4 separate regions of the Zea mays genome follow, and all the other regions are linked to region 4. A link is a contact called in public Hi-C data. All regions are on one chromosome and are shown on one strand. Each heading gives the region's core, a stretch centred on a gene start, on an enhancer-like site or on the middle of the called end of the contact. The rest is flanking DNA. Distances are from core to core; before and after follow the strand shown. Region 1 holds the start of LOC103626961 (expansin-A23). Region 2 holds the start of LOC100278051. Region 3 holds the start of LOC100285621 (WRKY39v2 - superfamily of TFs having WRKY and zinc finger domains). Region 4 holds the start of LOC100192764.

Region 1 (6,546 bases), core at 1,026-3,525, 240 kb after region 4:
AGAAAGCACATGAATTGGCTTCCGTCTCAGTCTCTGCCTCACCTTTTTATAGTGCCTATGAGTCAAGGGTCACAACCATAGGATAGGATCGTACCCCCGATTTTGGTGCAATAAGTTGTAGATTGCCCCATACTGAGTTTATTGGCAAAGTTCAAAGACATATCATGTATTCTCGTGTTTGTTCTTGGCTTTTCTCGTTCTTTGACGATGTGGAGCTTGTTCTTCGTTTGATAGATTCTTGAACACCTCCTAAGAAGACATGTCATGGAGGAGCACATGAAGGTTGCTTTAGAGTTGATAAAAACACTTAGAATGCTGCCAAATCTCGGTGGTAGATGTGATGAATAGTAGGTTAGGAAGAAAGTAGAGTAAAAAGGTATAAGTGTTGTATGTTTTGACCATTGGAAGTTGGGATCCTCAATCTTACATGATCTCTAATATATAGAGGGGGAATTTTTGTCCTAGTAGGAAACGAACCCAAAACACGGTCCTCAAGTTTTCGACGTTAAAATAGATCAAAAATCAACTTGAACACCAAACTAGCTCGAACTCAATAGAAAAGTTGGCTTACGCAACTAGGGAGTCGACTAAGCCAGTTTCCTTAGGACTGAGCACGTCACATAGAGCAGTTTGCTTAGCTGGCTGGTGGAGCCGGCTAAGCAGACTTTGGGCTGAAGAATCGACTTAGTCGACTCTGTCATTGCATGTGGTGTCTTCTCCCTTTATGCTTATTTGTTTCATTACTTGTTGCACTAGATATTTTTCTAGCACCATTTTATTGTTGGAAACTCGTTAGTGTGGTCTAATCTTTATATCGATACACTTTAGAATGTCAACAGTATTGATAATGTGTCATGGAGAGGTACACAGTCAATTTACAATATATTCGTAGTGAATCATTGAGACACAACTACTAAATGCATAGATTGTTTTGTACAAGCTGTGTGTACATAATGTAGTACACTATAGCATAAAGAATTCTATTGAGCCTACAGGCCCTTGCAGCTACGGCGAGTCCTCACTTAAACTGCAAATTGCTTGTGAACGTCAAGCCAAAGGTCCAACCAGCCGGCACCACATTATTAAATACGAGTGTTTGGTCATCTGTGATGGTGATCCTGAACGAGAGCCTTTTCCCGGAGAGATATGACATAGAGTGCCAGTTTGCGCCCCAATTGCGTGCCATGGGCATCCAGTCCGTGGAATCGGAGCTCTTGACAGCCATGGATTTGATGGAGCCAGCCCCTCCAACGTTGGTGACAAGCACGAGGTTGAAGTAGTTGTGGCCATTGATCATGAACCTGACTCCACCTCGTCGAACGCATGGAACTCTGCATAATGTAGTATAGAACAAGATCCGTTCCATTTATTATTAGAGATCGTTAATTCTTTCGATTGCTTAACTAGTAGTTCATAATACTGACCTCTGGTAGATGACGGGGATGATGCGTGCGGGCGCTGCTGATTGCACCAGCCGCCGTCGGGCAGCGCCGAGTTGGGCGGGCAGAAGTTGGTGGCGGTGACGGTCACCGTGACGCCGGACTTGCACAACGTCGGGGCCGTCTTGCGGTCGCACGCGATCTTGTAGCACTGTCCGCAGGAAGCACCATCCTGGAAGAGCACTGTGCTAAGAGCCGCCGTGCGCGAGCCGTACCCCTGGGAGTACAGATTCCCGTAGCCGCATGCACCACCTGCGTGCCATATATATAGATGTTGTTCTTTCAGCGATGTGCAATACATATATATTTTGACAAAGCAAGAGGCAGCTCGATCTGCTAGCTAGCTAGCTAGTTACCCATGGTCCCGGAGGCATCAGCTCCGCCGTAGAACGTCGCGTGCGCCCTCAGCCATCCGGTCGGCGACGGTGCGTTGGCTGCGACGACGCCATCCGCTGCCATGGCCAGCGCCCAGCCGATTGTGACCAGAACCACGGCTGGCAAAACTGGAGAAGGAGCCATTATTCCTCCAATCGATGGATGGACGGATGTGCCGATCAACTGCACGGAGCTAATCAGAGCTGCAACCGTGCCGACAGGTAGATTGTGCGTGCGTGAGATCACTTTTTCCTTTGTTGATGTGATGTGATTTGTCAGGTAGATTGTGCAATGTTTATGTCCCTGTGTGCTGTGCTGGAGTATATATATGCAAACATAAATGCAGCCGTTGATGTAGTACGTAATCTCTACTCAATTGGTGTCTTGAGGTTACATAAACAGATGCTGTGCGTGGTGTGGAGGCGGCGCGCTGCGGCAGGCTAGGGAAGGGAGGATGTAGACGCGCTAGCGTGCACATGCGCCGTGGCCGCTTGAAGTCGGAAGATAGAATATAAATGCAGGCGCGCAGACACACTTGCTTTCTCGTCTCGCTACGCCAATCGTCGGCTCATATTCATCTGTTGGACTTTTACTCTTTTTCATATTCAGAGTTGAGTTAACACGTACATATTAGGCCCTGTTTGGGAACACAGTTTTTCCAAACTGCAGTTTTTCAAATACTAAAGTATACTTTAGTCATGACATTATTACAGTTTACAATGCTTCAGTTTTCGAATACAACAGTATCCAATACATCAAGGTGTTTGGAAAAAACTTTGGTTGAGACCAATCAGCCAGAGCGGGACCCAGCTGGCGCTCTCTTTACAGAGAAAAACTTTGCTTGAGACCAAAGTTTCTAAAACTGCAAAACAAGTGCAGTATTTACAATACTACAGTTTAGTATACAGAGATTTCAGATGAGTTGTCAAACACCTCAAAGTATATAATACCACAGTATTGCTCAATACTACAGTATTGCTTCAATACTGCAGAAAAACTTTGTTCCCAAACACCCTCTTACTCTCACTGTGTCAAAATACAATTCGTTTCAGACTAATTATATATTAATTAATATATGAATGTAGCTTGCATATATGTTTATATTTATTATCATTTGAATAAATATGGACAGAAAAAAGTGGGTTAGAAAGAAGTATATTTTGAGACGAATGAAGTACTAAATAGTACTTCTCAGACATAAGAGAGACCCCAATTTCACCTTATCTTGCTTTCTCGTCTCGCTACGCCAATCGTCGGCTCATCTTCATCTGTTGGACTTTTACTCTTGTTCTACGTACATGACCAGAGCAAGCATGCGTCTTGGATTGTGACTTTTGAAGGCAAGGCTATAGCTTTGAATATTGTTTTGCGCGCGGTTTCCTGTTGGAGTTGAGAGTACGTATGCTCCATCCCTTATCCAAGGAAGCACGAAGAAGCCGCCCGGTCCAACGAATGCACCTGCTCCGGCCGCCGCGGCCGGGATCAAAGATTCAGAGTTGAGTTAACGTGTAAAGGCAGGAAGAATGCCGGTCTCGCAATCACTTCCTCACTTTTTTTATTTATCTTTGCTAATCAACCGTACATATTACTCCCTCTTTGCCAAAATACAATTCATTTCAGACTAATTATATATTAATTAAGTAACATGTGAATGTAGCTTCCATATATATATATATATATACACTGTATTTATATATTACACCCGGGTGCATTCAATATAGAGAATGCACCCAGGCCGAACCTACGCGCCAGGAGCACCTGGTCCGAGCCAACCGTCCCACTCAGGCCAAACCGACGCTTCGTCTTCGTCCTTCTCGCATGCTCCCGACAGAATGCTACAATTTTCGAACCAGACCAGCAGTTGCATCTAGTTATATAGAAGTTGCAATCACACCAGACCAGCAGTTGCAATTACACCAGACCAGCAGTTGCAATCATATTTTTTAACAAAATTTCTCAGAGTTATTCAGTACTTGCAATCACATCAGAGCAACTCAGCAGTTGCATCCACACCACACCAGTAGTTGCAATTACAACACACCAGCAGTTGCAATCATTTTGTTTACATTTTTTAACAGATATTTGGGTAGAATTATACAGCAGTTGCAATCACACCTAATGCGGGGTTGCAATCACACCACACCAGCCGTTGCAATTACACCTCTTTGTCCTGACACTAAAACCAGCCAACTTTGCATAGTCAAGGTAAAAGAGGTAGGTTTCTTCCCTTGTATCAAATGTTTGCCGCACCCTGGGGACAAACACATCAAGTATGTTTGCATCCTGCAGAACAACACGCAATTATGAGTTTGCAATTAGCGGATACCCATAGTTGCAATCAACAAGCAACAAACGTTGCAACTGTAGTAACAACACAGCATGCAATGGTAATCAAGGAGTAAAAACAGAGACTCAAGTTTGCAATTAGAGGATACTCGTGGCGGGGCCAGGGAGGCGCGCGTACAGGAGGGCCGAGGGCGTGCTCTTATGGGGAGGCGTGCTCAGAGTGTTATTGCACCCTGTGTGCATTCAATATAGAGAATGCACCCAGGTGCATTTTAGTGCCGTATATATATATATATATATATATATATATATATATATATATATAATCATTTGAATAAATGTGGACGAAAAAAAAGGGTCAGAAAGAAGTATATTTTGGGACCGAGGGAGTACTAAATAGTACTTCTCAGACATAAGAGCGATACCCCAATTTCACCTTATCTTCGCTTTGGAATGTCCTCAACAACGCCCTTTATATCTGCCGGCGTTTTGGACCCGCGAGGACCCTCAACCGACTAGTGAATTTGTCGCTGCGTGTCCCTGCCAGATGGGTTGATGCAAGATGGAACACAAGAGGGAGGATGAGGCTTGTATTATCTTGCACCGGGGGGCTCGTAGTAGGGGTTACAAGCGTCGCGCGAGAGAGAGAGGGTCTGGCCCTGAGGTGAGCTGTCTGAGTTAGCCTCCTCTGCGTTTCTCCCACTCTGCCTGCCTCTGCTCTTCTCCGCCCCTCTCCGGAAGGCCCTGGACATCCCCTTTTATAGATACAAGGAGATGGCCCAGCTGTACAATGGGGGTGTAGCTATGTGCTAACGTGGCCGGCGGAAAAGTGCTTGAGCCCTGTATATGTGCTAACGTGGCCGTCGGAAAAGTGCTTGAGCCCTGTAGAAGCATAGCTGACGGTGTGGCTCGGGGTCCTGCTGCCGTTTCTTTGCCTTTGTAGGGAGTTTGAGAGCAATCCGACGTCATGGACGCACGCGGGGAACCATCATTACCTGTTACCGGAGTAATCTAGATGGGACACTGGTCTTGTTCCTTCGTAGCCTGAGGCAGCTAGCTAGGGGTAGGGTAATGATGTATCGCCTGCGGCGCGGTCGGTCCGAGGCCGAGGTCGGGCGAGGCGGAGACTTCTCCTGAGGCCGAGGCTGAGGTCGGGCGAGGTTGTGACTCCTCCCGAGGCCGAGGCTGAGGCTGAGGCCCGAGGTTGGGCGAGGCGGAGACCTTCTCCCGAGGCCGAGGCTGAACTCGGGGGGAGGTCGTGACTTACTGTCGTTGGTTTTACCCTGGTGGTTGGCACAATAGTCGGAACGGGGTGAATAGTGCTGTTTTCCTGTCAGAACGATCAGTAAAGGGGCGAAGTGACTGCAGCCACTTCGACCTTGCCGACTGAGGCGCGCGTGTCAGGATAGGGTGTCAGGCGATCCTCGCATTAAATGCGCATGCGATACGGTCGATTGGTGGGACGATCCGATCGAGGTCGCTGTACAACAAAGTTCGCCCGAGCTTAGCCTTGGGTGAGACGGGGGTGCGTCTGCTGACTGAGGGGACCCTCGGGCGAGGCGTGAATTCGTCCGGGACTACTGTTCTTGCCCGAGCCTGGGCTCGGATGATATCGCGTCCCTTGGTAGACGAGGCCTTGACTTGAACCGTGCGTATCAGTCTTTATGGTTTGTTCTGAAGATGTTTTCCAGCCAGGTTAAGGAGTGTTGGGGGTACCCCTAATTACGGTACCCAGCAGTAGCCCCCGAGCCTCGAAGGGAGTGTAAGTACTGGCTTGGAGGTTCTGCCAGATTTTTTGCAAGGGGACTAGCCCTTCTCGGTCCCATTTTGTTCCGATGGGTGCGCGCGAGCGCACCCGTTGGGTGTAGCCCCCGAGGCCTCAGAGGAGTGGTTTGACTCCTCTGAGGTCTTAATTCTTTTTGTGATGCCTCGGTCGACCTTGTTGTTCCCTCATGCGGCCCGGCCGTAGCCCGGGTGCATGGTCAAGCTCCGAGTTTTTAAGCTGGTTTGTTGATGTGCTCAACAGTTTGGCCGTAGCCTGGTGCGACAGCAGCCCCCGAGCCTCTGCACGGAGCGAGAGGACGATCAAGGACCGTCTCGGCTTTTATTGTACGCCCCTTCGTCGCCTTTCCTCAAGGAGGAAGGGGGGAAAAGCGCCATGTTACCCTCGGAGGGCACCAAACACAGTGTTTCCAGTGAGTTGCTATCGGGTGATCCGAGTGGACGCCCGAGCCCCGTTCGATAAGGGTCAGCTAGTGGCCCAGAGGCACGCTCCAAAAGTACCTGTAGGTGATTTGCTGGACCCGGACCCATTTGATAGGGTCCGAGGGCTCGGTGCCTCCCTCCGGTGGGATTCCATTACAAATCGTTCCCGCTGGTCTCGGAAATGTCCTAGGGTACCTCGGGAGGGTAGCCCAAGCCTTGGCCATGTAACGTACGTACACAG
Region 2 (6,195 bases), core at 1,869-4,368, 230 kb before region 4:
ATGAATAAATTCATGATAGCCTACTATTAAAATTGTGGTTATTAAGGTGTCACCTAGGCGATACACTGAAAATCCGGGCGTTCCCATCGCCATGACCAAAAGTCAGCGGAAGAAAGGGAGGGAGCAAGAACAGAGGAAGAACAGGAGGGTAGAGACCAAGCAAGGCCAAGAACCTGCAGCTGCTGCCATCCCCGCTCTCCAGTGCCAGTGGGCAACTGGGCGGTGCAGCACTTGCTGCAGTCAACTGTGGCACAGCCGGTCTGGAAGGAGACCGCAGCAATAGTCGATTCGAGGGCATATAGCAGTGAAGAAAAAGCAGGAGGGAGAAGTTTTGGGTGGTGGCCATGCATCTGGATAATGGGAGAAGCAAGGTGCGCCAAGGGAGAGAGCATTCACACAAGAGACAGAGGACGAGCAGTGGCGCTGGGAATCTGGGTCCCCATTAAATGTATCCATGTAGGTTACCCAGGGGAGGGTACATGGGCTGGCTGATGGGCTGGGCCAGCTCCTTCTTACTCCTCCCTTCTCCTTTTTTCTTTTTTCCCTTTTTCCTCAGCCACATGTTAGAATTTGTATGGCACTATGGCGTAGCCTTTCCTCGCCTTATCACCGCCTAGGCATCACATAGACATTTGCTAAGTGTTTGGTTCGCCGAAATGTAATGTAAATGGATTACACGAGGTAATGGATACCGATACTTATGTTTGGTTGAGTTCTTTCTAGTAATACTAGGTACTAATATCCAATCCAATTATAACTAGTGACCATTACCGCCGGTAAGGGATCCCATTACCATTCCCTTAACAATATATGAACCAAACATCACCTTGGAAGAAGCTGGCTCGCTACAACTCAGCCATAGCACCTTAAGAACCATGATTAAAATTCCTCTAAAGTAAAACACATTACTCCATAGAAAAACTAGAAAAGATGAATTTATATAAGGTTTTAAAAGAAGAGAGAACAAAGACCACAACACAACAGCTGCATTCTGAAACTTTCCATTACAAAATTGTATTAGATGTATAGAAAAATGAGGAGACAAAATAGATAGTAAAACACCCATTAAAAAGTTAAGTTCCACCTATCTCCCCAGTCTATGGCAAATGAAAATACATGAAAGGAATGCAAGTGCGAAGTACATACAGCAGTAAATAAAACCATGCATGTAAATATCACAATTAGCAAGGGTAACCAGTGTTTGTGCGTTTGTGTCCAAGTTTGATGAACACCCCTAAGGCTCTGTAAGGGAGTGGTCCTTCTTTGATTCTCTGATAAATGACGGAACAGCTCTCTTGCATGTCCCCAAAAATATAAAAAATAAAAAATTAAAGAGGAAAATAGAATTGATCTTAACAGAAAACACACATTATTCACAAAGAAACACAAATAGACAAAAAAAATGAACAAAACTTCATTGCTGGAAATCCAATATGCAACCAAGTAAAATGCAGTCTGCATAACATACAACCAGAATCGGGGTGCAAGCCAACTATAGTGCAGTGTTTGGTTTCATGTTCAAATAAGGAAAGGTTACTGCATGAGTTTCGTCTGAGAACAATTATTCAATTTCAATTGCAAGGAGCTCCAAGGAATTGGCTCCAATGTACATGCAGCAGAGCGATCGAACAAAATAATAGCTTGTCCCGAAAGGAACCTGCTCAGCACAAAGCAGTAGCCAGCTTTTTGGATGGTTGAATTGTTGCAAATTCTGCCCAGTTTTCCCAATAACAACACTCGCAAACAATCATGAACAGATTCGAGGATCACAACATAAATATTTGAGGATTTCTTGACAGGAAATGGGAATATCAAAGAAGCACCAAGTCAAGCAACATAAGTAAACGGGCATAAAATATAGCATATGCACTTCTATTGTAAATAAAACCACCAATACAGTACGAGAAGACAACGACAAAGATGATGGGCATGGTACACAAAAGAAAAGGTTTCATGAAATCAAACAAAGCAAGAAGGCTTTGAAGGAAGGGGACATGTGCAACAGCAAAAGTAGAAGACCAGTTTTGAAATGAACTGATCAACTGAACCATGTAAATGCCACCACGACAACTAGAAAAGACAACTATAGTCTACCAGATAACAAGGGCACTAGACAACCAATTCCAAGCACCTCAAGATCACATAAAAAGGACTATGTACACAGCCACCAGCATTTACAAGCTGCCAAGAAAAAAGAGAATAATATGTAATCTATTGCAGACAAGCGCATATAACCAACACAGACCACAAGCAATAGATCAGCCAATACACGAAAAAAACATCAAAGCTGCAGGCATCATGGTGGAAAGAGATCACTAATCTGCTAAGTAAGTAATCGAACTGGCTTCCCCTTCCTGTACCATATAATTCATTAACATACATCTCTGAACGGCAGCCACAAACTCATCTTCCTCCAAGCAAACATGACCAATTAGCAACAAAACAATCCAGACACAAAATGGAAGCGCAGTCCTCCCTCTCCACCTCCACCACAGAAATGGAAATTACTTGCCACCTGCTAAATAACTATAGCACCCCCATTAATAACAGCAGCAGATGCAGCGGAGTTACATAATACAAGCAGGCAGACGAGGAGTGAAATTAACTCCCCCACCAAAAATTCAAATCACACCCAACCCTTCCACCGTGACGACAACAACACGGCCCCCAGCCAAACATACGACAAGGGAAAGGAAGAAGAGGGGCAATACCACCACCGTGACGCTGATCCGCGTCGGCGCAGCTCCTGAGCACCTCCCCGCTCCCACCTCCGGGGCCACCACCGACGACGGCCCCATCCACCCCCTCCACAGCAGCTGCCGGCGCCAGGATCTTCCCGAACTCCACCTTGGCTGGTAACGGCAGCTCCACCGCATCCATCCACCCGGCCCCGCAAGGCCCAGGACCACCGAAATCGCACCCCCACCTCACCTCCAAAACCGGCTCAAATCAGCGCCGTTCCTGGTCGCGCGGGCGGAGAATCGGGCCACGGGGAGGAGCGGGGCCTCCGATTCGCGCGAGATCTGGTGGGATCGGCCCGTGGCGCGGGCGGCGGCGGCGCGGCGGGGGCAGGAGAGGGGGGACATCTAGGGCTTGTGAGCGGCGGAGGTGGGTGGGTGTGACGGAGGAAAGGGAAAGGGGAGGGAGCGCGGAGGTATATATAGTTTTCGGGAAAATACAAGGCCGAAGTGGGGGCAACGGCCGCCTCACGCACTCGCTGCGAGCCTGTGACCCGGGGCAGCTCAGTGCCGTGTGGTTTTCTGGGATTTCAATCCATTTCCTCTATTTTCTTCGGCTTCTTTACTACTCCGTTTTATATAGTAGTGTCGGAAATTTCTGGTTGAGGGTTCTGGAAGAACCAATCCTGGATATCCGCTGAGATAAGAATTGTTTTGCTTGTGTTCACAGAGTGCTCGAGATATTTTTTTCCTTTTCGACTCCCAGTCAACTTTAGACAACGGAGTGGAATGTTGCACATGGGACTAGATCACCATAATTAATTGCAAAATGATAGATTCTTTGCTCTTCAATAGCAATACAAAAAATATATATATGAGTAAGACGATATAAATAATTACAAAGAGTTCTTCTAAAATACGTAGAGACAAATGTGATATTATGGTTAAAAGAAGGAACTTAATTAGTCCTGTTTCGTCCGCTCGGAAAACCCGAAAACGGTACAGACACCAGAAGAGTACGTGCCGGAACGGTTCAGTCCTTATTTTCGGAATCTAGGACATCTAAGCCCAAAGATGACAAACCACACTCTCAAATGGGCACACGGCCACAAACCCACACACACCGGAGCCCAACAGGAGCCTAAATCCTACCGGCTACCGTCTACGGCCTATCTGTCGAAGTGATGAACTGAAGATTGGGAAACCCTAAGTCCCTAAATGAGGGCCTGTTTAGTTCTATATCTAAGTTACCAAAAAATTGTCACACATTTTTATGTCATATTTGTCTAAGGTGTCTAAGGTTAGACGCTTAAATTATGTGCCACACTTTACTAAGTCTAAGGAAATCTTGTTACACTTTTATAAGTCATTGACGAGTTGGATCTACATAGCTGGAGAAAAATCTATTCATAATTGTGCTCTAAACCAAATATATATCTAACTTGGTCAAACTTGTCTAATCTTAAATGTGGTAAATTGTGGCAAGTGAAGCAATAAACCAAACATCCATGAGTGACACAGATTGCCACGCCATGGTCATATACGTATGCAGCGTGTTTTCAAACTAAGAGAGCAGAACGAAGGAGAGATTAAAGCCTCTAATAACTAGTCGTCGTTATCTAGAGTTTCTTTTCGTTTATGTTTTGGTGTGTGTATCTTTTTCCACATTTTTGTTTTAGTTTTGGCGTTGGTTTCGTTCTGACTTTGTTCATTTTGGTCATTTTTTCTTGGTTAGTTGGAGTATTGGAGCCATGGAGCGTGCATTGCCTGAGACATGAGATATAAGTTTAATGGTTGATATCTTGATACGATATTACATAATCCGGCTAACGTTTTCAGTTACCGTCTATTTTCATTGTGTATCTGTTCGTTGTAATCCGTTCATGTAATCATATATCCCGCTACCGTTTCCGGCCATCCTGCTCCAACTCCTGTTTTCGATAAAAAAAACCGGCCATCTTGCTCCAGCTCCTGTTTTTGATAAAAAAAAATACAGGAACTTGAATGGGAGAGGGTTTTTCCGACTATTTTTGTCTGTTTTCATACCTAGAAGCGACTTGTTAATTTTCCCCCTTCCCGTGTCTCTCAAATTCACTTGTAATATTGCTCTTAATATATTCTATATCTTTACAAAGCAATCAAGTGAAAAGGACTTGCTTTCTTCTTCTTATCTCTACTCAAACTTGGTTAGTCGCCTAGAGGGGGGTGAATAGGGCGAAACTGAAATTTACAAATATAAACACAACTACAAGCCGGGTTAGCATTAGAAATAAAAACGAGTCCGCGAGAGAGGATGCAAAACAAATCTCAAGCAAATAAGGAGTGTGACACAAGGATTTGTTTTACCGAGGTTCGGTTCTCGCAAACCTACTCCCCGTTGAGGTGGTCACAAAGACCGGGTCTCTTTCAACCCTTTCCCTCTCTCAAACGGTCCCTTCGACCGAGTGAGCTTCTCTTCTCAAATCAAAAACCGGGAACAAAACTTCCCCGCAAGGGCCACCACACAATTGGTGCCTCTTGCCTTGATTACAATGGAGTTTTGATCACAAGAACAAGTGAGAAAGAAAAGAAGCAATCCAAGCGCAAGAGCTCAAAAGAACACGGCAAATCTCTCTCGCTAGTTACTAGAGCCTTGTGTGGAATTGGAGAGGATTTGATCTCTTTGTGTGTCTAGAATTGAATGCCTAGCTCTTGTAAGTGGTTGAGAAGTGGAAAACTTGGATACCATGAATGGTGGGTGGTTGGGGGTATTTATAGCCCCAACCACCAAACTAGCCGTTTGGTGGGGCTGACTGTCGTATGGTGCACCGGACATGTCCGGTGCGCCAGCCACGTCACCCGGCCGTTAGGGTTCCGACCGTTGGAGCTCTGACGCTGGGCCCGCCTGGATGTCCGGTGGCGCACCGGACATGTACTGTAGACTGTCTGGTGCACCAGTATGGGCGTGCCTGACTTCTGCGCGCGCTGGCGCGCATTTAATGCGTCTGCAGGTAGCCGTTGGCGCCGAAGTAGTCGTTGCCCCGTTGTTACACCGGACAATCCGGTGTACACCGGACATGTCCGGTGAATTATAGCGGAGCAGCTGTTGCGAATTCCCGAGGCTGCCAAGTTCCAGAGCCGCGTCCTCTTGGAGCACCGGACACTGTCCGGTGTATACCGGACATGTCCGGTGAATTATAGCGCGCCGGCTCCGAAAATTCCCGAGGCTGAGGAGTTCAGCGCGAGGTCCCCTGGTGCACCGGACACTGTCCGGTGGCACACCGGACAGTCCGGTGCGCCAGACCAGGGAGCCTTTCGGGATGCCTTTAGCTCTCTATTTTGAACCCAACATTGGTCTTTTTAATTGGCTTGTTGTGAACCTTTGGCACCTGTATAACTTATACACTAGAGCAAACTAGTTAGTCCAATTATTTGTGTTGGGCAATTCAACCACCAAAATTATTTAGGAACTAGGTGTAAGCCTAATTCCCTTTCAATCTCCCCCTTTTTGGTGATTGATGCCAACACAAACCAAAGC
Region 3 (6,446 bases), core at 2,876-5,375, 180 kb after region 4:
GCTGAGCTATCGATGGGCTGGCGGCTAGTAGACCAATAGACAAAAAGACAAAAGATGAGGCTAAGAAAAGTAAAAAGAAAATAAGAAAGGTTGTGAGTTGCACTTTTCAAAAGATTGGGGTTTCTAAGAATATTTAAAGTTTCGCTTTTTCTTTTGTTTGATTCATTTAAAAAGTTTTTTATTTTTAAAAAATGTGAGACTTTATATTACAATATATTTTTGAACCAAAGTAAATATGACAACATTATTGCTGCTTGTTAAATTTGATTTTTTTCTAAAGTTGAACCTTCTTTGGATTTTGTAACTTTTTTTGAAAAAAAACATTTTTAAGTAATTTAAAATTAGCTAAAATGGTTTGGGTTGTATTGAGATTTTGTAGTCGGTTTTTCACCGAATAAATTGATGTGGAAGGCATAAATGTAAGAAAAAATATTAAGTTAAATTAAGTTATAGTTTTTTATAAAATCATTTTTATGTTCAAATTATTAACAACATAATTAAACTTTGATTTTCAAGAAATATTTAATAATTGTTTTTTGTTATTTTTACTTATTCCCATTCTAAAATTGAATTTTGGATATATAACATATTTTAAAAGATCCTCCCGCTAATTTTCTCTACCAAGTATTTTCTTAAACAAGAAGCAATGTTACGCTTTTAAAAAATGATTCTTAACAGTGATAAGAAAGAGCTGAAATGATATAATACAAATCTTAGTAACTATAATTTTGTAGTGACTAAGGCGTGTGTTGAGCACATTTATGGTATATAGTACAAAACAATGAAAACCTAAGAAGTTGATTAGCAAGCAAACTTAAATAGTGGGAGCAAATGGCAGAATTAATTAAATTATTAAACATTTCTTTTCAAAAACACAAATTATAGATCAAAGATTCAAAAATATTGTTGATCCGAGCACATTAAGGCCCGTTCGGTCTGGCCCAAAACGTCCTGGAACACGGCTCATTCCATATGGAATTATTTGGTCTAGATTAAAACTGGACCAACCCGAAATTCGTGAACAAAACCAGGCCATTCTAGGTCTTTTCACCCCTCTTCAGCTCGGACTGGAGCCACATCTACAAGCAGTTGGAATCAAAAACCAGGTTTTAGTAAACCGTCAGAATCCACTCCATCTTGGCGTGGAACTGGTCCTGACCTGGAACTAGTCCTAGAGTTTGGGCTGTCGAATAGCCTCTAATGACTTGTTTGGTTGCATAGGGATTGGAGGGGATTAGAGGATTAAGGGGGTGTTTGAGATGGCTCCAGGTTTTAGCTTCAGTGTGGAGTTGTAGTTTATAATATCAATTTAATTAGTTTTTAAAATATTTTAATCTAAATAATAAACAAATTACTTATCTAAATGTCTTTTAAAGGCTTACAACTCTAACTCTGACGATTTTCTAGAGCATCTAATGACCTGCTTCACCAAATTTCTTGGAGCTGGAGCTATCCCAAACAGGGTCTAAATCTCCTTCTATTTCGGTTATAAATAGGAAAGAATTTAATTCCCTCCAATCACTCTCAATTCACCACTACAGAACAAGTCCTAAAGGTAGAAGTGGTAATGGACTCTAGATTTTACACTATAAAATTTAAGGATTAAATCGGATTACAATCGATCTCTATTCCTATTTATTTTAAACTAAAATTAATTAAAAAGTCTAACTTCATATAAAAAAATATTTGGATTATCATCCATTACCCATATGTGTTTCACACAGGCTGCAAACGATTTTAAAGTCATCTCGGTTCGCATTGTCAATCATTATAAGATTCTAGAGTGTAGGTTGTGGTAGTGTGTGACACTGTATGGAGTAGGTTTTCATGTGGCCTGTTGGTGGTCCTAAACAATCCCTCTCCAACTTTTCCTTGACCTCCCTCCAAAGCCCCCCCATGGAATCCATGGGAACACAGCACCCCCTCTGTCCTCCCCTCAAAAAAGTCAGAGGAGATACAAACAAAACCAAGAGAAAAATAACGCTAAACCCCTTGACCTTTTCCGGTCCTCCATTCCTGCTGCAGAAAGCAGCCAAAGCACCGAGCACCATCCACACACACCACACCACAAACGAACAGATCCATCCAACAACACAGCGGCATGGAACCATCATCTCTTCAAGCCTACACAAGAAGAAGCTACATGCAGGAAGAGAAGTTGTTGAGGAGGGAAAGGAAGAAGCAAGAAGAGCCACCCAAGCACACCATCCACTAATCTTCTTTAACTGTTTTTTCACTCCTTTTGTTGGTTCATCATCTACCACTTTCTATACACAAATGCAAAAAAACAGGCACCTAACAAAAGAGATACAAAGTCACAACCATACCTAAAAAAAGAGCAGAAAAAGAACAAAATGCAAAGATGTTGTTCTGAGCGGTGAGGAAGGAAGAACTGCTTTGAGGGTTGATGGATCAAGCTCTGTACTGGTCAGGACTGACTACCGATGCTAGGACTAATACTAGTATCATGATGTCGATGCTACTGATGGATGCATTACAATGGCAGATCAGATGATTTCTTCTACTCTCTTCGCTTCCCTTGATTTTGTTTCATCTACAAAGACGGACGGACGGCACATCATTGTCTCTATCTGTTGGAGAAGTCAGCTCCTGGCGCCGGCTGCCCCTGTGGCTGGCTCGCCGGCGCTGCTGGTGGCCGTCAGCCAAGGGGAGTTTAGGAAGGGCTCGTCGACGACGTCGAAGAGCGAGGGCATGGGCTCCAGTGGTGCCCCGGCGTCAGCTTCGGCGTCGGCGTCGATGTTGAGGAACAAGAGCTCGTCCTCGCCGACCATCTCCATGTCCTCCACCAGCAGCTCGTCGTCGTCGTCGTCCATCTCCTCCTCCTCCATCGACGGCGTGCGCAGCGGCGTCGTGGGCGAGAGCCCCGCGGTCGACGTGGACGCCGGGCTCGGGCTCGGCTGCTGATGCTGCGCGTCGCCGGCACCGGCGCCGCCCACCACCACGGACGGCGGAGGCGGCGGAGGCGCCGCCGAGGAGGGGAACTTGTTTCGGGTGGTGCCGGCGAGCGAGTTGCGGTGGGTCGGCGCCGCGTGGTTGTGCTCGCCGGTGTAGGTGAGGATGAAGGTGTTGGGGTCCGCGCGGCTGCGCTCGACCTGCTTCCGCGCCGCACACCCCTTGGAGCTGCTGCACCGGTAGTATCCCCTGTTCAAGAAATTGAGCAGCAGGCGGTGAGATCGGTTTGCCCCGACGCGACGCCGGCAAGAAGCTGTGAGAGAAACAAGGGATTGTTCTGGCTGACCGACCTTGGGTAGGGGGAGCCCTTGATGGGCTTCTGGCCGTACTTGCGCCACGCCCACATGTCCGACGACGAGCCGTCCGCCGGAACGTGGCAGACCACCTTCTTCACCTGGTTCTTCCTGGAGTGCGCGGCGGAAACAGCGTTAGCACTTAGCAGTATGCATATACCCGAGCTTTCAGCCTCCTCAAGAAACAGTTCAAAGAACCGCTGGCGTGTGGAGAGTGGAGGCACTCAGCAGAGAAGAGTACCTTCTCTTGGATCTTGGCACGGCACCGGGCACCTGCCGCCCGCTCGGCTGCGCTCTGGCGGCCGGAGCGGGGCGCACCTGGGGTAGCGGCACGTCCACGGCTGTAACAGTCGACTGTCGATGCTCTCCTGCTGCCGGGGGAAGCGTTGGCGTTGGCGTTGGCGTTGTCGTTGGCAGAGGCTGAGGCAGGGAAGGCTGGACTGCTAACATGGCCCTCATGAGCTCGTCGCCGTCTTGCCCGCCGCCAGCACCGAGGTTAGGAAAGCGCCACCCGGCGTATGGCTCTGGCTCTGGTCCTTTAGCCAGCGCTGGCACCACGGGCTTCTCCTTCTGCGGCGGCGACGGCGACGGCGACGGCAGGGTCGGAGGGAGAAGCGAAGCAAACGGGTCGGGCTGCCGTGGCGGGGAGAGGCGGCGGCGGCAGCCCAGGCGGACGACGGCGTCCAGATCCCAGTTGTTGAAGCAGCGCTCCTCCTCCATTGCGCAGCGGCAGCAAACGACGACGACGTGGAGTGGTTGAGTTCTTGGAAATGGAGGAAAGTGGCGGAGGAGATAAGGGGGAGGCGCTGACTTTTGCTAGTTTATTGATTGTTTGGGAAGAGTGAGAAGACTATGAGAAGAGTAAAAGGAGAGAGAGAGAGTGTGTGGTGGGCAAAGGCATTGGATCCTGTCCTAAAAAGGGGTGAGGGCTACTGGTCTATGCTGTGGGTTTTTTCTTTTCTTTCTGGTTTCTTTTTCTTTTCTTGGGCCTTGGAGTTTTATAGAGACGCAGCCGCGCAGGCAGAGTCGGGCAGGCAGCCCCACTTGACTTTCTGAGATGTCAAAGGGTGAGAAAATTCAAAGAGGATGAGAGAGAGAAAAGGAGGCTGATAAATGAAATCTACTAAGCAGAGGTTCTGAGGAGATTTTTCTTGATCGAAATCTCTGAACATACGGATGTATAATCGGTTCTAACAAGATAATACACATATTTTTTTCAATCTTTTGGCTATGAGTTGTATCATGAGGATAGATTGTATTGAAATTTTGATTAATTATTAGCATCTAAATGGATTGTATCGATACTATTTTGACTCTGATTACATATTGTACAAAATCTCACTTTGTGTGTTGACGCGTCACGCGTGATAGGATATATGATATACATGCGTATCTTTCTGAACATGGTTGGTAAATCAGCATGGAATTTATTCAAATTTCTATTACTGCTTCAAACCAAATATGAGTTACTTAATGAGGTCCACACTTATAATTGTCTCTAGCAAGGTATATACACTCCCGATTTGCAAATTTTTAGCTGTAAATTTAATGGTAAAAGTCTGCCATGTATTGAAGCTTCCATTATCGGTTGACATTCGAATATAATATGCAACGTTTTAGCTATGACTTCTATACATGAGGATGTTGTGCCTTGAAATTTTCATTAATTATTGACGTATTTGGTCACGGGTTTATGAAATCCAATACACTATATAATCTTTTTTTGTTCCATGGATAGGATATATGAACGTATCCTTATAGATATGATCGATAAATTCTTCCATAATTTATTTAACTTTTATTAGCATTTACCACCAAAATATATTGGATTCGGTAAGACTCATATTTATAACGAGATCTAACATGATATCAGTATTTCAATTTGCAATAATCTAGCTATTATTTTAATAGCAAAAGGATGGCATGTATTGAAATTTTCGCTGTTGTTTTTTGACTTCAAATAGATATAATATGCAATCTTTTAGCTATAATTCGTACAAGAGGACGCCATCTCTTGATTTTTTTAGTACTTATTGATGTTTGAGATATCTTATCTACATTATACATTCCTGGTTTTACAAAATACAATGTATTGTATGAAAACTATTAGCCTATGGATGCATGGATCAGATATAAATACAAATATTTTTAGTAATAGTCGGATATACCATGGTGGAATACATTTTAATTCGTGGTACTATCTAATGTCAAAACATGTCTTGTTTCATGACATCTTGACACGGTTTCATGCATGGTTTCCTCTGTTGTTGTGTTCCTCCACGTTTAAATAGTAACAAAACTAAAATTATGTATAAATAGGATTTAAAACTATGTTTGTTGGCTCCATACTTACAATTACACCCAAGTAGCCAACAAAACGTACATGTTTTTATATTTTACGGTCCATACTTGTAAATGGAAACCGCACCACCAACGTACGAGCACATTGCTAGTACTTTATATTTTAGACTCTCTCAGTAGGACCAATGCAGAAGGGGAAAAGACAAAAGTACCCTTAAAAAATAGAGATACAAATATATTAAAAAGAAAAGGTATATTGAGGTAAGAAAAATGTGTATTAGAAAGTAAGAATGACAATTATTTTTGGATACGTTCATATATCCTAGAGCATTACAAAGTAAGAAAAATGTGTATTAGAAAGTCAAACCATAGTGCATCATGGAGCGGCTGGTGCGTCTCGTTTCCCCCTCTTAGCTTAGCATTTTTTGTGCAAGTCAAACCACATTTGTATCGAGCAGTCGAGTAGCTCTCTCTCATCGGCATGTATGAACCAGAGCAACTGAACACACAACAGAGACGAATTCCAAAGTCAAAATCAAAATCAAAACATATACTTATCCAGCAGTTCAGTGCATGTCTTTAGACCAACTCGTGGCTCGCCACGACCACGAGCAAACCTATGGCATCGCAGCCGACTGGCTGCACGAATCTTGACGATCGATGATGGGTCAGGATTCAGGAGACCCCCCTCCGGCTGCAGTAAATGTGGCTCCGTACTTGCGGGCGGGCCTTTGACTATTATGCAACAACACGTGGTCTCCGTACAATGGGGCCCGGTTTTCAGCGACTCGGTGACGACCTGGGGCGGACGTGGGGGGCGACGACCGCGGGCACAGGAGGCACGAGGGCGTTGCAGAAGTCACACCCTTTGACTGGTTC
Region 4 (6,763 bases), core at 1,082-3,581:
TCATATGGCATTCCCAAAGCCTTTAGCAGCTTCTTTGACCGGTAAATGTCTTTAGGCACCTTATGATCGGCAGGAAGGACATCACTAAACAAGTCCAAAATCGCCTTATAACATTTGGCTGAGCAACCAAACTTTGACTTTATGCTCATTAGACGGGTCACGAACTGGAGGATGGTAACCGTTGTGTGTCCATGCAGAGGCATTTCTAAGTCTTGGAGGAGTTTGAACAACTCTTCAACCTCTTTTGTAGGCGGATCTTCAGGATTGTTGACAAACTCTGCCTGCATATCTTCTAACATATGATCCAATCGATCAACGTTTTCACCGTCATCCACCTCCATCTGTGCTGATACTATACTCCGTGACTCGCCGTGGTTATCCCAAACCTTATAACCTTGAACATACCCATGACTGCAAAGGTGTAGTGCCACAGTTCTCTTGTCATGTGACTGGATGTTCCCACATTTGGTGCATGGGCACCTAATCACAGCGTGGGTTGACTCTCCACGAGCGTTCTCTAAAAACTTTTCTGTCTTCTGAAACCATTCCTTTGTGTGACATCCGCCCTTCTTCCAACCAGCATACATCCACTCACGGTCATCTTCCATGACTAGGATGGCTCAGTTTTGCTGTTGTGTAAACCACCAACCAAAAATTCAGCATATAAGAGCGATGCACGTGGCTTAGGTGATAACCCTACTATAGGAAAGGACATAAACCCACCCGAGAATGGAGGCGGCCGCATGCGACTCGTGACGTGCCCGATGGTCCGAACGAAATTTCGGCAGCATAACCCCGCTGTTCTCCGAACACACGCCTATCATGGTGCGACGGAGAACAACTGGGTTATGCTGCTGAAATCTCGTTCGGACCAACGGACACGTGCACGAATCACATGCGGCCACACCCATTCTCCGGCTGTCCAAATACGTGGACAATCCCGGAACCACGCACATCACAAGTAATCTTGTGTTTGGACCGAATGAAACTATACAATCTATGCATCCATAGATTGTCTAGGTGCATTAGGCCCAAACATATGAATAAATGTGATGCATGTGCATGCTTCCAGAACGGGTGACGCCTAGGGTTAACTACTGGTCTGCGCACTTAACCCTAAAACTCTAGGAAAATAAACAGTGTATCATACTAATCAAACTACCACAACGTAGTTAACTCCCGTCGGCTTAATCAATACAATCAACCAACCGACGGGAATAAACATATTTTCGATATAAATATAAATATATATCGCAATGATATAATTTTAAATGATTTCAATCTTACTGTCTCAGTGGAGGTTGCAGCGGCGTCGGGGGAGGGGACGGGCGGGGGCAGCGGCGTCGGCAAGCCGCGGCGGAGGACGGGACGGGCGCGGCGGGGTCGGCGGCGGCGGCGTAGGCGCTGGCGGCGCTCGGGCGGGGCGGCGCACGGCGGCGGCGGCGCAGGCTCGGGCGGCGCTCGGGCGCACGGCGGCGGCGGCGCAGGCTCGGGCGGCGCTCGGGCGCTCGACGGCGATCGGCGGCGGCGCGGGATGAGTGGCCGGCGATGGAGAACGACCGCGCGATGAATAAAGCCTGGGCGAGTGGCCGGCGCGCGCGTTTTAGCCGGGCCCGCCCTAAACCCCGTCGGCCGTAACGAAGCCGACGGGAGATAATGTAGCTCCCGTCGGCCTCCGGACTAACCGACGGGAGTTATTTTATCTTCCGTCGGCTTCGTTATGGCCGACGGTAGTTAATTAACTCCCGTCGGCAACCCTAAAAACCGACGGAAATTATTATGGCCGACGGGAGTATTCAGTTTTGCTGTTGTGTATGGTGCTCAACAGCAGCCAACAGAGGTAATACATGACAGTGAAACAGTAGAAACTAGCTTTATATAGTACATAATAATGACCAGAGAACATGTTAGGAGTGTTAACTCAATCTGTCAAACACAAGCTGAACTTTTTAAAGGGATAACACAAGTTAAATTGAGGTAACAGTCCAGGAAAGCTTGACAGACGTTTGTTTAGCTTAACGTTTTAAGACTGTATTTAACCGATCGTTCATATGACCATAAAAAATATAAAATACTGTTTTGACACTATTTATATTAAAAATTTAAAATAAAGAATGTAATAGAAGATATGATCTCACGCGCACGCGCTCAACCAAAGCAAGACCCGTGGAGCGCAAGCGCCTGTGTACAGCGGGCTAAAGTCCAGTACAGCGACCCGGAACAACGGGGCAGCACTCACCCGGCCCGGCTATGAGCCCAATACGGGCCCACTTTGTACAGCGAAGCGAGCAAACCCCTTCTTCTCGCCTTTCTGTCGCGCTTCTTCTCGATCTTGTTCGCGGAGAGGGGTGACGTGATTGACGATTTTGACTCGAATCATGGTGTGCATCTCTACCAGATAGAGAGCTGACCTGAGGTGGAGACGCGGATCGTGGCTCCTGGGGTGGAGGTACAAGCGTACAGCTCAATAGGAGATCAAGAGTAAAGAGTGTGGGGAGGGGAAGGACGCGATATCGGGGGAGGATGGTGCTTGTGCTTGCGCTGGGGGATCTGCACATCCCGCACCGGGTGCCCGACCTGCCCGCCAAATTCAAGTCCATGCTCGTGCCCGGCAAGATCCAACACATCATCTGCGCTGGCAACCTCTGCATCAAGGTATCCTTTACCTTCCTCTCTTCGATCGATCTTACAGTCCTCATATGTTCAATTTTGTTGCGCTGGCTAGGTCCTATTGCTGTGTGGATAGTTGCATCACGAGAGAAATCATAATGGTTCTTAGGTCGCTGGGATCAGTAGCTTCGCTGTATGATTCTACTGCAGTCGTTTGTTTGGTTCAGTTGCCCAGCGTGTGTGTGGTTATTTTGGGCTCCAGGATAGCAATATCATCGATCTGGTCTCTATAAGACTATAACCGGATTTCATCTTGTGGTTTTTCGTTTTTGTTGTGGCAAAGTGAACTGATGATCGATGGACCCAATGATCAGTAATCGTACGATCACTACTTTGCATGATCAGTACACCAATGGCACATCTTACTGCTTATAATCATTAGAACTCTTTGCAGTTCTTGTTAAATTGTCAAGGGAAAATTTTCAGCCAGCATCATGCTCGCCATGTCTATGTTTATTATGCATTATGCAAGTGTAATAAGTTGTGGATTAACCTGAATACCATTCATACAGTAGATTGTAAAGTATATTGGCAAGTTGTTCTTAATCACACAATCTTCACAATCTCCAGGAAGCAAAAGTATCATTTCCCGATGGCTAAATTGCTACCTGTTCAATTTTAAGTTCTTGTCATCATATAAGCATGCCAGTTGAGATGTTTGTATTTGGCATAGTTTAATCTTCTCTACTAATATAGTTTATCAGATGTTTGCTCATAAGTCATAAGCCACAAGCCATAGCATAAGTCCCAGATCCTCTGGCTGAGCGTATTTGTGATCTCTAGAGTACAGTGGACTTAGGGTTAGGACTTAGGACCAAGAAGTTGTCATCTATTTGGCATCATTTTATCTTCGAATATTGTAGAAGGTGAAGGTGAAGTCGAAGCTAGGACAGATAGGCTATTATATCTTGGTTTTGCTTACAAAAAGTTTGTACACAAAATGACATATACTTCCCCCAGTCAAATAAACATGATGTTTCTGAAAGGACAATTAGCTTGTTTGCTGCTTGTCCTAAACATAGTGCTTTAGATAGTGCTTGGTTCTGAAGTATGGTGGGACGGAAATTGGTTCCATGTAGGACAGAGTGGCTCTAAAAAGAAAAAAAATTATGTTTAAATGTTCAACCATCTGGCTCCCCAAAATCTCCTGGACAGAGCCGCTCCCTGGCATGGAGCCGCTCCATCCAACTAACTCCGGAACTAAACACTACCTTAGTGACTACAGGGAGTAATTTGGCCTTTTTTATATGTTGTAGGTTAATAGCTTTAGCTTAAATTGAAAATACACCAACTTCGAAAGCTTTCTATGTTGGAAAGAGTGTTTGACATGCTTGGCTTATCTTTCTGTGCCATCATTGATTTACTGAATTATCATTTTGGAACTGGAAATAGATGAAGAACTTTCCCCCAGTCGCATATACGTGGGAGATATGGTAATGCAGATCCTAGCTTGTTCGCTGCGGCTTTAATCCGGCTACGACTTTGTCATGGACCTTCGGTCCATGGGGGTAGCTGTCTTCTCCGGCGAGGTTATACCCCTCTGCCGCAGGCTTGGTTCTAGGGTAGCAACCCTAGGCGCTTGAGAGTCTGTCATGAGAGAGAGATTGGTTTGATAATATATTCCTTATTCCTTTGTCTCCTGCGTACAGGCCTATATATAGGCCACCGGTTGACCAACTAGGCAACCACTAATTAGGCAAGTGACTAATTGGAATTATCTCCCTACAATTTAGGTCTATCAATTTAGCCACCAAATCAGTCACTTTCCTTTGCCATGCCTTCCTTGCGCGCGCTTTCCTTTGCCATGCCTTCCTTGTACGCGCTTTCCTTTGCCATGCCTTCCTTGCGCGCGCTGCTGCCAGCGCCCGTGCCTTCCTTGCGCGCGCTGCTGCCAGCGCCCCCTGCAGCCTCTCGCTTTTGGCGCGCATAGGTGCGGCCCCACATGAGTGACCGCTCCCTATGATGCCCATGACATCTCCCCCTCCCTTGAGGACCAGCTCGTCCTCGAGCTGCCATAGACTTACCTGACACGAAATAAGGTTAAGCCTTTTACATCTCAGCTTACCTTTACTATTTAAGACGAAAATACAAAATAATTGTGGAACTAAAATATAAATTTGAACTGCAGCTATGTCCTCCTGTCCTCCTGGATCCCAAGGAAAGAGCTGAACTGCGGCCTTTACGTTGGATGAAAGGTGGAGGAGGAACCAGCCCATTCTTATGTTGGGTCTGTCCAGCACCAAGGCAGGTGCCCGAATGAAGGAGACGACCCTCTGTGGCCGTGCAGGGGGGCTGCATACCTAGATCTCGACTTCTGCAGGTGGTTCAAAAAGTATAGACGAGACCTGGTGGTTGGGCGCGCAGGCTGCGAGTTGGTGCAGCGATGAGCTGATCAACAAGTGCAGCTTCCGCACCGCCCGCCTAACAAGGAAACCGTGCACTGCGGCTTGCAGGCGCACCACGGCCTGCTCATGTGATGACGGCCATGGGGTGGCCCTGGAGGCCACAACAAGGTCCTTCTCCCCACGAAGGGACTGTACCTGGCGGCGTGCCAGCAGGGACCCTCGCGCTGCCGTCTGAAGCCGCACCGCTGCTTGGAGTTCCTTCTCTGTCTTCTCCTTATAGCGGTGGAACATCACAACGAACTGATCCCACTGCTCTGCGAAGCGGCCAAAACTCTCTTTGAGCCGAGTGAATGCATCTGGAGTTGGAGAGGGCGGGTGGGAGGGCGTTGCGGCGGCTGATGGCGCGGCGGCTGGTGGTGGTGAGGGATGGGCGGCTGGTGGTGGTGAGGATAACCTGGAGCTGATACCAGGTGTCATGGACCTTCGGTCCATGGGGGTAGCTGTCTTCTCCGGCGAGGTTATACCCCTCTGCCGCAGGCTTGGTTCTAGGGTAGCAGCCCTAGGCGCTTGAGAGTCTGTCATGAGAGAGAGATTGGTTTGATAATATATTCCTTATTCCTTTGTCTCCTGCGTACAGGCCTATATATAGGCCACCGGTTGACCAACTAGGCAACCACTAATTAGGCAAGTGACTAATTGGAATTATCTCCCTACAATTTAGGTCTATCAATTTAGCCACCAAATCAGTCACTTTCCTTTGCCATGCCTTCCTTGCGCGCGCTTTCCTTTGCCATGCCTTCCTTGCACGCGCTTTCCTTTGCATGCCTTCCTTGCGCGCGCGGCTACCAGCGCCCGTGCCTCCCTTGCGCGCGCTGCTGCCAGCGCCCCCTGTAGCCTCTCGCTTTTGGCGCGCATAGGTGCGGCCCCACATGAGTGACCGCTCCCTATGATGTCCATGACAGACTTCTACAGTATTTTGTCTCTATGGATTGCAGTGCAACAACTACGGCTTACACAGGGTTGTAAACACTGACTGGAAATCGACCTAGTAGAAGTGTTTGTCTTAATGAAACCTTCATACTTGGTTAAGTTGTCCTTTTTTTAAAAGAACAGTTGAAGAAGATGCATGTCACCTTGATGAAGTTGGGTATGGATGTATGCCTAGACCACCGAGGTCAAGTCTTTTCCGAGGCGACTTTGGGTGCCTATTTTCTTCTTAAGAAAATGTCAGTTCCTCTTCCTCCTAGGTTGGTCTAGTTGTGTGTCTGCATTTTATAATCTTGATGAAGTTGGTGCCTTTTTTCTTTTATTGGTATAGTTTGTCTAGGGGGTTGGGGGTGTATCTATGCTCGTTGGAACGTGGAAGATGCTAGAGTATGTTGAAGGGCTCTTAGATTTGGGCCTATGATGCTATTAGTTCTGGCCTTCTAGGTATCAGCGGTACTGTTGCATGGTATACCTACTCCTTGCAATATTAATATCTGCCATAGTGCCATCCTTGTCAAGGAGCGTCTATTTTTTCTTTCTATATGTTCATGTACTGATTATTCTTTTGCGGGACTTGCTATTTCACTATTTAACTTACCATAGTTGCAAATGTACTTTAGAACCTGTGTTATGGTATCCCATTTTCTTATTACAGATTGGTGGCTTGTATGAACTGAGTGATTTTGTTCTGATGAAATACAGATTAATAAAAAGGACAGACCTAGTGCTGGTGTCTCCCACCTGAGTGGGTTCTGGGGAAG

Evidence for each region. A called contact is a pair of places that touch in the nucleus more often than the background predicts.
Region 1: a Hi-C map of bundle sheath shows a contact between it and region 4, with 4 times the contacts expected there. The contact joins the promoter of LOC103626961 here to the promoter of LOC100192764 in region 4. A contact is called at or near these places in 7 of 25 Hi-C or Micro-C datasets (bundle sheath, ear, leaf and 2 more).
Region 2: a contact with region 4 is called in a Hi-C map of ear, with 4 times the contacts expected there. The contact joins the promoter of LOC100278051 here to the promoter of LOC100192764 in region 4. A contact is called at or near these places in 7 of 25 Hi-C or Micro-C datasets (bundle sheath, ear, endosperm and 2 more).
Region 3: a contact with region 4 is called in a Hi-C map of leaf, with 6 times the contacts expected there. The contact joins the promoter of LOC100285621 here to the promoter of LOC100192764 in region 4. A contact is called at or near these places in 11 of 25 Hi-C or Micro-C datasets (bundle sheath, ear, endosperm and 3 more) and 2 of 3 datasets of contacts at active chromatin or transcription factors (leaf and seedling).

What each region holds. Positions count from the first base shown.
Region 1 is chr5:141,149,348-141,155,893 of Zm-B73-REFERENCE-NAM-5.0, forward strand. It overlaps LOC103626961 (expansin-A23), which reads right to left and starts at 2,276. Exons shown (of 4, transcript XM_008647324.2): 1 at 1,796-2,276; 2 at 1,452-1,691; 3 at 1,425-1,449; 4 at 824-1,331. The coding sequence starts at 1,958. The coding sequence ends at 1,019.
Region 2 is chr5:140,680,841-140,687,035 of Zm-B73-REFERENCE-NAM-5.0, forward strand. It overlaps LOC100278051, which reads right to left and starts at 3,119. Exons shown (of 6, transcript NM_001354131.1): 1 at 2,712-3,119. The coding sequence starts at 2,880.
Region 3 is chr5:141,088,753-141,095,198 of Zm-B73-REFERENCE-NAM-5.0, forward strand. LOC100285621 (WRKY39v2 - superfamily of TFs having WRKY and zinc finger domains) reads right to left here and starts at 4,126. Exons shown (of 3, transcript NM_001158512.2): 1 at 3,508-4,126; 2 at 3,264-3,377; 3 at 2,214-3,162. The coding sequence starts at 3,986. The coding sequence ends at 2,604.
Region 4 is chr5:140,907,969-140,914,731 of Zm-B73-REFERENCE-NAM-5.0, forward strand. It overlaps LOC100192764, which reads left to right and starts at 2,332. Exons shown (of 3, transcript NM_001137960.2): 1 at 2,332-2,655. The coding sequence starts at 2,524.